Regions from separate parts of the Pan troglodytes genome. Here region 2 is linked to region 1. Evidence: chromatin contacts called from public Hi-C data. All regions are on one chromosome and are shown on one strand. The core of a region is the stretch at or near the end of the contact, and the rest is flanking DNA. Distances in the headings are between cores, read along the strand shown.

The links. Hi-C and Micro-C count contacts between places; a contact is called where the count stands out from the background.
Region 2: a Hi-C map of stem cell-derived neural progenitor cells shows a contact between it and region 1, with 2.1 times the contacts expected there. The contact joins two enhancer-like sites. A contact is called at or near these places in 1 of 7 Hi-C or Micro-C datasets (stem cell-derived neural progenitor cells) and 1 of 1 datasets of contacts at active chromatin or transcription factors (stem cell-derived excitatory neurons).

The regions. Positions count from the first base shown.
Region 1 is chr13:137,674,101-137,680,081 of NHGRI_mPanTro3-v2.0_pri, reverse strand. The region is part of intron 1 of AGAP1 (ArfGAP with GTPase domain, ankyrin repeat and PH domain 1); the gene reads right to left. It overlaps LOC134808022 (a long non-coding RNA gene), which reads right to left. Exons shown (of 2, transcript XR_010149942.1): 1 at 1,564-5,981. Among named protein-coding and RNA genes, the nearest start is that of AGAP1, 9.7 kb to the right of the region's middle. Within about 2 kb of position 1,876, at least 8 of the 24 cell types and tissues checked have an H3K27ac peak or open chromatin away from gene starts, as enhancers often do. A contact at or near this core is called in stem cell-derived neural progenitor cells, where this site is marked.
Region 2 is chr13:137,839,255-137,844,498 of NHGRI_mPanTro3-v2.0_pri, reverse strand. The region is part of intron 1 of AGAP1 (ArfGAP with GTPase domain, ankyrin repeat and PH domain 1); the gene reads right to left. Among named protein-coding and RNA genes, the nearest start is that of AGAP1, 170 kb to the right of the region's middle. Within about 2 kb of position 1,643, at least 6 of the 24 cell types and tissues checked have an H3K27ac peak or open chromatin away from gene starts, as enhancers often do. A contact at or near this core is called in stem cell-derived neural progenitor cells, where this site is marked.

The DNA.
Region 1 (5,981 bases), core at 627-3,126:
CAGTGGCATCCTATTTTCAAAACAAGAAACTCTTGGACAAATAAATTCAAGTTTCTATGTAAAATTCTGAATTTTATGTCCAGAAAACCCCCCAAAAGACAATATCATAGTCATCACAGTTCAATTTTTTTTTTTTTTTGAGACAAGATCTCACTCTGGCACCCAGGGTGGAGTGCAGTGATGCAATCATAGCTCACTGCAGCCTGCAACTCCTTGGCTCAAGCGATCCTCCTGCCTCAGCCACTCAAGTAGCTAGGACTAAAGGCACTTGCCACTGTGCCTAGGCTGGTCTCAAACTCCTGGCCTCAAGCAATCCTCCCACTTCGGCCTCCCAAAGCGCTGAGATTACAAGCATTAGCCACCGCACCTGGCTTCAAATTTTTTAAAATATTGAAACCCGAATTAAATAAATAAATAAATAAAATAGGGCCGGGCACAGTGGCTCACGCCTGTAATCCTTGCACTTTGGGAGGCCGAAGTGGGTAGATCACCTGAGATCAGGAGTTTGAGACCAGCCTGGCCAACCTGGTGAAACCCCGTCTCTACTAAAAATACAAAAATTTAGCCGGGCATGGCGGCAGATACCTGTAATCCCAGCTACTCCGGAGGCTGAGGCAGGAGAATCACTCGAACCCAGGAGGCAGGGAGTGCAGTGAGCTGAGATTGTACCACTGCACTTCAGCCTGGGTGACAGAACAAGACTCTGACTCAAAGAAAAAAAAAAATTAAAAAATAAAATAAAAATTAAAAAAACCCTCAGTATCTGGATCTAACAAGAGTTATGTAACAAGAGCCAAGGTAACAGTAACCATGGAAAAATGGGCCTTCTAAACACACGTTTCTGGAAACGCTGACTGCAATGAGCTCCCTCCCTTAAAACAGTCCTGATGCTGTTCCCACAGCCCAGACCCCCGGTCACCAGCATCTCCATCTCGCGTGGTAACAGCTGGGTATCAAAGCACTCCCGGCCAGGCGCAGTGGCTCACACCTGTAATCCCAGCACTTTGGGAGGCCAAGGTTGGCAAATCACCTGAGGTCAGGAGTTCGAGACCGGCCTGGCCAACGTGGTGAAACCCTATCTCTACTAAAAACATAAAAATTAGTTGGGTGTGGTGGTGCATGCCTGTAGTCCCAGCTACTCAGGAGGCTGAGGCAGGCGAATCGCTTGAACCTGGGAGGCAAAGGCTGCAGTGAGCTGAGATCACACCACTGCACTCCAGCCTGGGCGACAGAGCGAGATTCCGTCTTAAAAAAAAAAAAAAAAGAAAGAAAAGAATTTTAAAAAAAGCACTCCCCTCTCCAAGCAGGATCCATAATCAGTAGTAGACCGTCCAACAAAAGGTCTCCCAGCCTGCTCTCGGGGGCTGTCAAGGATCACTTATCATTCGGCCGCCTACCCCGCTCTTCCCAGGCTGAAGAGACTCTGTTCTGGATGCTCCAATCCTAGTACCCACTAGCCTGGAAAGCCCTCCTGACTGCTACCTGGCTTCCAGGATCTCTCCCTGGACTCCGCCCCATCTCCCAGGCCCCTCCCACACAGCCTTGTGTGGCTGTGATCTCTACCTGTATCAGTGGCTCCTGGGGGAGATCTGAAGGGCCCTGAGTGTCCCACATATCTGCCTGTTCTCCCAGCTTCAAAAACTGCACTCTGCCCAGTGCAGGGGCTTGATAAAATCTTGTCTATTGATTCTCACATTAGCCACTTCCCCTACTAAACAAAGTGAGTATAAACTTGGTCCTCCCACCACCATCCCTCAAAATAAATATTTGCCATTGCAAAGCCACCAGAGAAATCCACACACGCACACACTGCCCTCACTCAATCCATGGCCCCGCGTGTCCTTCCTGGCTCTGGCCTTGTTTAGCACTGGCCTTTGTGGAGGGGGATGGGCAGCTCCCAGGACACAGCGCTGGAACAAAGAAAATTACTCCTTGAGTTGGCAACACTTAGCTTTTTTTCTTCTTTTGTGTCTTCAGCATAATTGCTACAAACAACAAAAACTGAATAATGCTAATACGTAACTATGAAGGCCATAACACAGTTTAGGCCAAACATACAGAGTGAATTCCCTTTCAAAGACCAACACAGATCCAGCGGGTTATCTAAAACCCAGCACAGAGATGGATTGAGGCTGCTTGGGGCTCAGCCAGAAAGAGTCCCCCAGTTGACAACTGACTTCTGCCAGGAGCCAAGGAGAGCCAAAGGGGCCCCTGTTCCAGTCCCAGAGGAACTGCGCCCTCTTCCTGGTGAGGGATTTCGCTCACACAGCTCCATGCACACAGCCGTCATTATTCAACTAACAAGGAATTAATAGCCTGCAGACAATCCAAAAGTTTAAAAACCTAATCTCTAAGTGCTGGAAATGCATTAGCCATGCAAACATTTGTTTATGAACAAACAACTGAAAGAATGAAAATCAGCAAAAGGAGACAAACGGCCATCCTGAGTGTCATAAAATGAACCTTGAAAGCACTGAAAGGTTTCCCAGGTAGGGGCTGCTGGGCTGAAGGAGCGGCTTCACGAGCAGCTACGTCCAACCCACAGAGAGAAAGACACAGCCCAGCACACACCCGACAGAAATGAGGCCATATGGGCACCAAAAGGCAAGTGAGAATCTGCACAGTGGTGCTATTCATGACAGCCCCAAAACAGGCAGCCACTCAAACACTGACAGCCCCCGAAACAGGCAGCCACTCAAACACTGACAGCCCCCGAAACAGGCAGCCACTCACACACTGACAGCCCCCGAAACAGGCAGCCACTCAAACACTGACAGCCCCCGAAACAGGCAGCCACTCACACACTGACAGCCCCCGAAACAGGCAGCCACTCACACACTGACAGCCCCCGAAACAGGCAGCCAGTCACACACTGACAGCCCCCGAAACAGGCAGCCACTCAAACACTGACAGCCCCCGAAACAGGCAGCCACTCAAACACTGACAGCCCCCAAAACAGGCAACCACTCAAGCACATATCACAGGCAGAAGAGACCAATAAATGGGGGCTACAATTTCTAACGACCCTCACGACAGATGAGTCTGTGCTGGCCACTGAACTGGATGCTGGTCCCACATGTGATCAGTTTGTGAAAACTTTCTCCTTTATGACTCGGGCACCTTTCTCTATGTTATGTGTCAAAAAAAAAAGAGTTCGAGGCTGGGCGCAGTGGCTCAAGCCTGTAATCCTAAGACTTAGGGAGGCCAAGGCAACACAGCGAGACCCCATCTCTACAAAAAAAATAAAAAAATTAGTCAGGCATGGTGGTGCGTGCCTGTGGTCCCAGCTATTTGGGAGGCCAAGGCAGGAGGATCGCTTCAGGAAAGCAAGGCTTCAGTGAGCCACGATCGTGCCACTGTACTTCAGCCTGATTGACAGAGACTGTCTCAAAAATTAAAAACTAGGCCAGGCACAGTGGCTCATGCCTGTAATCCCAGCACTCTGGGAGGCTCAGGCAGGTGGATTGCTTGAGTCCAGAATGTCAAGACCAGCCCAGGCAACATGGTGAAACCCTGTCTCTACTGAAAAATCCAATGAATTAGCCAGGCATGGTGCACATCTGGAGTCCCAGCTACTTGGCGGGGGCTGAGGTGGGAGGATTACTTGAGTCTGGGAGGTTGAGGCTACAAATGAGCCCCAATAGTGCCACTGCACTTCAGCCTAAGCAACAGAGTGAGACCCTGTCTCAAAAAATAAATAAATACTAACAAGTTCCAAGAAATAAAAGAGTTTGAAGTGGTCTCAATCCCACCAATTCCAAACCCAAACTTCAAGTACTACATGGACACTCAGAGACCCAGGCTTGATTGTTGAAGCTAAAATTAACACAATGCTGTTCCCCGCCAATCACACCATCCCCTCCCAAATCAGGTTCACCAGGCTGAACTTCCAGCAGGAGCAGTCTCGTCAGAACAGGAGCAGATACTCGATCCCGGCTCACAGCAGCACCCCAGACCTTCGAAAACAACAACAAAGGGGGTGCAGACAGGCTTCCGGAAACACCCTCCCTGGAAAATATGCTGGATTCTCCCCCACTGAAAAGGGCAGCTCAATGCACAAACAGGATGGAAGTTCAGGGCAATCAGCTCTTTCCAAATCAATTTCTTTTTCATTACATAAGCTAGCCAGCACTTCCGACAATACCAATCCTGCTGAAGGGTACCATCACACAGTGGGCATGCCCCCAAGGTGACATTTAAGAAGTGAAAACTCTTTCCTGAAAAAAGGGTAGGTCTTGTGGCTATTTGTTGCAGGCGTTCATAAATTTTTAAAAAAATGTTTAACTTCTTTCTTTCAAGTATCCTCAATACTACAAGTCACTATTGGCTAAAACTAAAACTTATTGAATTGAAGCTAAATGCACTTTCTAAAGATACGGTTCTGCCTTTCAGACTATTATCTGAGTGAGAAGAGGGTAACAGTAGCTTCGTCCTAAGCTGGAAATCAACATGGTTGTATTTACTAGAGCCTGTTGAATGCTGACATTTCTCCAAGACCAAACATAAATCATTTGTGAACATGGACATTATTTGAAATTCTTCTCCCAGAACCATGAAAAGTGTTTTCCCACCCTTAAAAAAAAAAAAAAAAAAAAGCAAATAAAAAGCTTCTAACCATGATGCTAATGACAACCAGACGGCATGAGCAGTTTTAAAGATTAGACAGTTGCTTGTGTAGAAACACTGTACAAATACTCCAACACTGCAGCCCAAAAAAAGACAATCCCCATCAAACAGCGGGAGAAGTGTGAAATTTGCAAATGAGCCCCTGGTTAAACAAAAACACCAATCTGTTCCCAGAGAGCTCAGGGTGGCCACCTGTTCGGGACTGGTGGCAAGTTCTGGTTACCAATGGAAGAAACAATACTGGAGCAAGCAGTGGCAGCCCCCTCTCGGGCCCTGGTCCCCACCCTCGAGCCTATATTTAGTCTGCTCTTTACGGAAAATGTCCCAACCTCGCACACAAACAAGCTATCTGGCTGATTATTCAAAGAATCCATTAACGATCTCTTCTGCAGGGGGTGGTATTTGTTTTCCCTCCCCAGGCCCCAGACACAAGCACGATACCCACTTCTGGCCATGGTCTCTTGTGACCAGAAAAGCCCTGGAAGATAGAGGGACTGGACCCCACGGACAATACCAGCCCTGCCTCTGACGGGTCATCACTGCATCTTGGGAAAGACAGCCCACACTATGAAAAGGGACCCCCAAATCCCCCTCAGCCCCTTAGAAGCACAGAGCTTCCAGAAGGCCAGGGCTCACCGCAGCACACACAAAGCACTTGTACCCCTGAATAAAAATAACAGATGCTGCAAAGATTAGAGATTAACATCTGTAGAGTGCATTTTGTTTCTCGGAGAAAGGTACTTAACAAAGGGAAGGAATTATGTAGCTAAGCACCAGATCAGAACCTCAAACCCTGGATTTTAAAAATAGCTAAGCCTCATCCGCTTTGCCAGACTCAATCACTTAAGCTAAGGACGTGAAGGCTGGAGGATTGGGATGGGGGCGGGGAGGGGGACACAGGTTTGCTAGAGTGTAGAGAAACATAAGACGAAACGAAATCAGTGGTTAAAACAAGCCAGAGTGAGACTCACAAACTATAAACACCTGCAGGGTATACAGGGGGAAAAACGGATGCAAAATAAGGGATTTTCGTCTTAACAAAATAAAACGCCTGGTTTAGGCAAAAAACAAGAGGTGGTAGCAACAGGGCTGCAGGTTTTGTTTTGAAGGTTCCTGCAGCTGCCCCCACTGCTTCTCTCCCTTCTGAGTCACTTCCTTCAGGCTCTTCCAACAGCTCTTTTAAGCTACTAGTAACATCTAGCTCCTGTCTTTTACAGAAACGCGCTTTCAGCTTGGAAATATTGGTAACAAAATGTGTCATCTGCCAAATTATCATATAATAAGTGAATACTGAAGAACCCAATCTAAATATACATAAGACTACATTAAAAAGCAACAATCTCGGAAAGACAAGA
Region 2 (5,244 bases), core at 394-2,893, 160 kb before region 1:
AAGTTATAGAAGTTATAGCCTAGGAAATCTAGATTTTATGACAGCATTAAATTTAATATTCAGATTTAATGAAATAAGTCAGAGTGACTGCTAGGTGATTCACTTTATTTATCTTGAAAGGATACTTTAAAATACACCTGAGCACCCTCTGTGGCCTCAACCTTAACATGATTTTCACCATCACAGGGTCACACCTCAGCCTACCTGCTACTCAAACTCTAAGGGCTCTGGATGTGGTACCTCTGATTACATCCTCATTGTAAGGAGGGGTCTCCAAGACAGAATCATTTTACCTTTTGAGTTTCAATAAAGAAGCCTTTTTTTTTTTTTTTTTTTTTTTTTGAGACAGAGGCTCACTCGCTCTTGCCCAGTCCGGAGCTCAATGGCACGATCTTGGCTCCTGCAACCTCCACCTCCTGGGTTCAAGTGATTCTCCTGTCTCAGCCTCCTGAGTAGCTGGGATTACAGGTGCGCGCCACCAGTCCCAGCTAATTTTTGTATTTTTAGTAGAGATGGGGTTTCACCATGTTGGTCATGCTGGTCTCGAACTCCTGACCTCATGATCCGCCCACCTCAGCCTCCCAGAGTGCTGGGATTACAGGCGTGAGCCACCACGCCAGGCTAAAGAAGCCCTCTTTGATAAGAACCAAGAACCCCCAACTTCTAGAGTAGCAGCCAGGCGGGATTCATCTGTCAGAATGGTTCAGAATGACAGCCTAGCGCCCATCTGGTTAGGGAGATGCAGAGGCTCGGAGACAGAGGGCACTTCCCCAGGGCTACACAGCTCCTCAGTAAGGGTGAAATCTGGGGTTTGGGGGTCACACTGCCTGTGCTCATTTTTTTTTTTTTTTTTGTCTTAGTAAGCATCAGCATTCTGCTTTGTTGATAACAAAGACCAAAGTAAACATGTGAATATTACTGAACTCCACACAAATCAAATGTAAATGTTACCTTGACATTTCCAGGTAGCATTTTTAGCAAACTTTCACAGACTTACTCGGTTTTCTATTGGTTCATTTATTCATCGAATATATATTGAGTACCTACTGCAATGCTACACAGTGACAACGCAGGGGTTCTGTCCTCAAAGAATTGACCCAACTCCCGAAAAATGCTAAGGCTACGTGATTTTACCACAGAAAGACAGCGAGGGAGAGAAAAGCTTCGCGATAATCCCAGAGACAGCTACAGGGCCATCCCGCCTCTTTAATGATGAACACCACTAAAATTTGGCAAAGTCTAAAATTTTATCACTGCAGCTGTACAGACTTAAAGGTCACCCAGGTCTGTAAGCTGAGAAACAAACAGCAACGTGGAAAGATAGAGATCTCTGCTACTGTCAAGGGTGGGACCAGAACCCTGGGCTCCTAACTTAGCCAGGTGTGGGAGGGGGAGGTCAATTCTCACTGTTTGAGACCATGGCAATGTTCACATACTGAGATGAACTTTAATATGAAAGTAGTTTGTCCATAATTAAGGTATGTAAATCTATCTGGCTTGTTATCTGAAGCATTCATAGAGCCCAAAGTAAAAAATAAGGTAGTATTCCTTCAGGGCTAAAATACTGGACTGTTTGTGTCTCCCAAATACTGTACCTTTGTCGAGAATCCATCCCAGGTTTTGCACTTTGCCATACGAGATGCAGGCTGCGGAGTAGAAGAATCCATTCCATCCACCTTAGATGACACTGACTCTTCCAGGGAACCTCTTCCAGCCATAGCCAGTGTGTTTGTGATCTTTCAGCATTTCCACCTCAGAAGGAAGCACTTATTTTCCACACCAGTCATAATGATGCCATGTCAAGTGCAACTGTGGGTGCTGAAAAACCTGGTCACAGAGAATTGCCTTTCCCCACTGCCTTAGAGAGATGGGCTCTCCCGATGCAAAGAAGACACATGCTCCCGACATGTCACTCCAAAATCTAAATCCCCTTCTACAAAGCCACACCAGCCTTTTTTGAAGAGAAAAAAAAAAATCACAATACTATATATGTTCAGGTGGCATTATGCTTTATTTTCCTGTGGCTTTTTAAACACTAGACTGCCATTTCTTGAATTTTTTCATGCCATGGAGCATATCACCAATTTTTTTTTTTTAAAGCATGTAGTTGATTTCACTGCTACCTCAAAACCAAACAGCAGCCGGGTAATGCCTCCGTGCTGCAGGGACTAATGCTGCCCGAGAGAGGAAGACTGCAGAGGAGAGTTCAGGAAAGGTGCCAGCCCTAGCTATCCCCCATTCATCACCCTCAGCAGCTGGCTTCGCTCCCTTAGTTCCAAGTTTATGAGATGCTTTGGCCACCGTCTCACGACTCCTCTGTCCCGGGTCATTTCTAGCTACCTATAAATCAAACATTCTCCTTGAGAATAGTATTTCCAAGTGTTGCTAGAGCTGATAAGCCTTATTTAAAGGAAACTTCTGGTAGCCAGTCAGCAGAGCCATCTGCTACACAGGCTGGCTTTCCAAATAACAGAACCTGACAGCCAGTAATCACGTTTGCAGTATCTTAGCAGAACCGCGTCTGCTGATGGTAGAAACTGGCCAACCACTGGTACTGCCCAGGCCTGAGCATGCCCACCCCGGGAGTCCACCAAGAGCCCCTCCGTGGGTACATCAAAGGCTATTTTCTGGTAGCCAGCTGACTGACAGATACATGTAAGAAGAAGCAATTACCAAGATAGTAACGTCTTATTAATACTTTTATATTTTTAGCATGAGACTCAAATTCTCATCTGAGAATGTCATGGTAGAATGGTTTCTAAGCTAAGATTTGCCATGATGCTCAGCTTCTAGGAACTGAAAATTCTGCACGCATCCCTTTGCCTGGGACACTCCAGCTGAACTCACTGGGGACCCTATTTCTCTCGTTTTAAAAGCTGAAGGTTAAACGTGGAACTGTAAAAGAGATGAGAACTTGACCCTTATCTGCTAGTCGAGGAAGGACAAGTATGGTCTGTCTGTAGGGCAGGAACATTGATCCAGCAGGAAAAAAGACCCCAGAAGGTCCTCTGAGCACCTGCATCCTTCCTGTGTTTTTCCTTAAGGACCAACGATAGCAATTCCTGCCAACAGAACACTGGCGATGTCTATTGTGTATGAACACACCACCACACAGACAGGCTAGAGTGCAGTGGCAAGATCATAGCTCACTACAGCCTTGAACTCCTGGGCTCAAGTGATCCTCCTGCCTCCTGAATAGCTGGGACCACAGGCACATGTCACCACCCCTGGCTAATTTTTAAATTTTTTTGTAGAGAGGAGGGTCTTGCCATGTTGCCCAGGCTGGTCTCGAACGCCTCACCTCAGATGATTCTCCCATCTTGGCCTCCTAAAGTGCTGGGATTACCGGCGTGAGCCACCATGCTTGGCTAATGTTTTTTTCATTTATGGTAAAGATGGGGGTCTCACTATATTGAACAGGTGGGTCTCCCTTGTTACGCCTGCACCTGGCTAAGGGTTGAGGTGGCATCACTCACACATACTTTATCCTCTGAGAATGGGAACTGCCACATCACAGAACAAGAGGCTTTAGTTCTACCCAAGCATGAGGAACACGGGAGATTCAGGCCCAGACTCCTTTCCTCCATGCAGCCATAGGAAGCATCGGACCCCACACTGAGACTTCATTTCCACTTAAACAGGCCAGTGAGAAGCAAGCTTGGTTTTAAAACAAGCCAGCAAGTGTCCATTGTGAGTAGATTCTTATTCCCAAACAAAAGGAAAATATTAGATATTTCTTGGTAGTTTTTCTTGTCAGGCAAGGTGTCAGGCAAAGGTGACTTAAGATATTAAATCAGGCCGAGTGTGGTGGCTCATGCTTGTAATCCCAGCACTTTGGGAGGCCAAGGCGGGTGGATCACCTGAGGTCAGGAGTTTGAGACCAGCCTGGCCAACATGGTGAAATCTTTTTTATATTTATAAAAATACAAAAAAAATTAGCTGGGCGTGGTGGTGTGCACCTGTAATCCCAGCTACCTGGGAGGCTGAGGTAGGGAAATCGCTTGAACCCAGGAGGCAGAGGTTGCAGGGAGCTGAGATCATGCCACTGCACTCTAGCCTGGGCAACAATAGTGAAACTCCATCTCAAAAAAAAAAACAAAAAAACAAACTATATATTAAAATCCGATCTATTAAGCATCGTTTTACAGAGCCAACACAAACAACACTGAACAGCCACGTCACACACAGCAGCTCCCAGTTCTGGCCACTCGCTAGCTGCCAGGCACTGGCCACAGCTACAGAGTCACCAAAGGAGCTCCCATTGACCATTCAGCCTTCGAGCTCAGGGACAGGAGGGATGCGGTCAAGGGTAACACACAACACTGCAGCTGTCTATCAGACAGCCTCAAAGCAGCCCTGGAGCTTTTGTGCAGAAAAACCAAGAAATCCCTACACATTATCTAATCTTCCTAGTATTGGGTGCACAGGGGAACAGGCCTATTTGGTAACATTTTCCTCTATAGGATTCACGGGAGGGAACTCTTCTAATATCGCCATCTGTACGATGGTCTTCATGCAGACATTCCTTCTCAAAGCACAGGGAAGTCGGATTTGGATTCTCCTAAGAGCTTCCTGGAGTAGGAACGAATACCACGAACTGTCAGAGAACAATGACCTAAATATGTTTGACAACATCTGGATGTTTACCAAGCTTTTCTTTAGATCCACTAACCTCAAAGATTTAGAAAATCCATGACTTACATGAAAATCACATTGAGGCCACAAACGATGCCCTGGGAATTTTTGCAGCCCCATTACAAAGCCCAGCTTCTGGAAGAGCGTGATTTTACACAGTTCTCCCTTCTGCATCCCATTTGGGATTTGGCTGCAGAGATATCTGAAAACTCTTTTATCTTTGCCCAGGGGACTTGAATATTTGATGTATATTTTTCCTCTAAATGTAGAAAACAAAATGCCTACGATGCCAGTTCAAAGCCCAACCCCATGCTGCTGCTCCCATCTCAGCAGAGGGATGCACGTGATCGCTCCCCTTCTTTTTTTTTTGAGACAGTTTCGTTCTTGTCGCCCAGGCTGGAGTGCAATGGTGCAATCTCGGCTCACTGCAACCTCTGCCTCCCAGGTTCAAGCAATTCTCCTGCCTCAGCCTCCCAAGTAGATGGGATCACAGGCTCCCACCACCATGCCCAGCTGATTTTTATTTTTAGTAGAGACGGGGTTTCACCTTGTTGGTCAGGCTGACCTCAGATGATCCACCCACCTCAGCCTCCCAAAGTGCTGGGATTA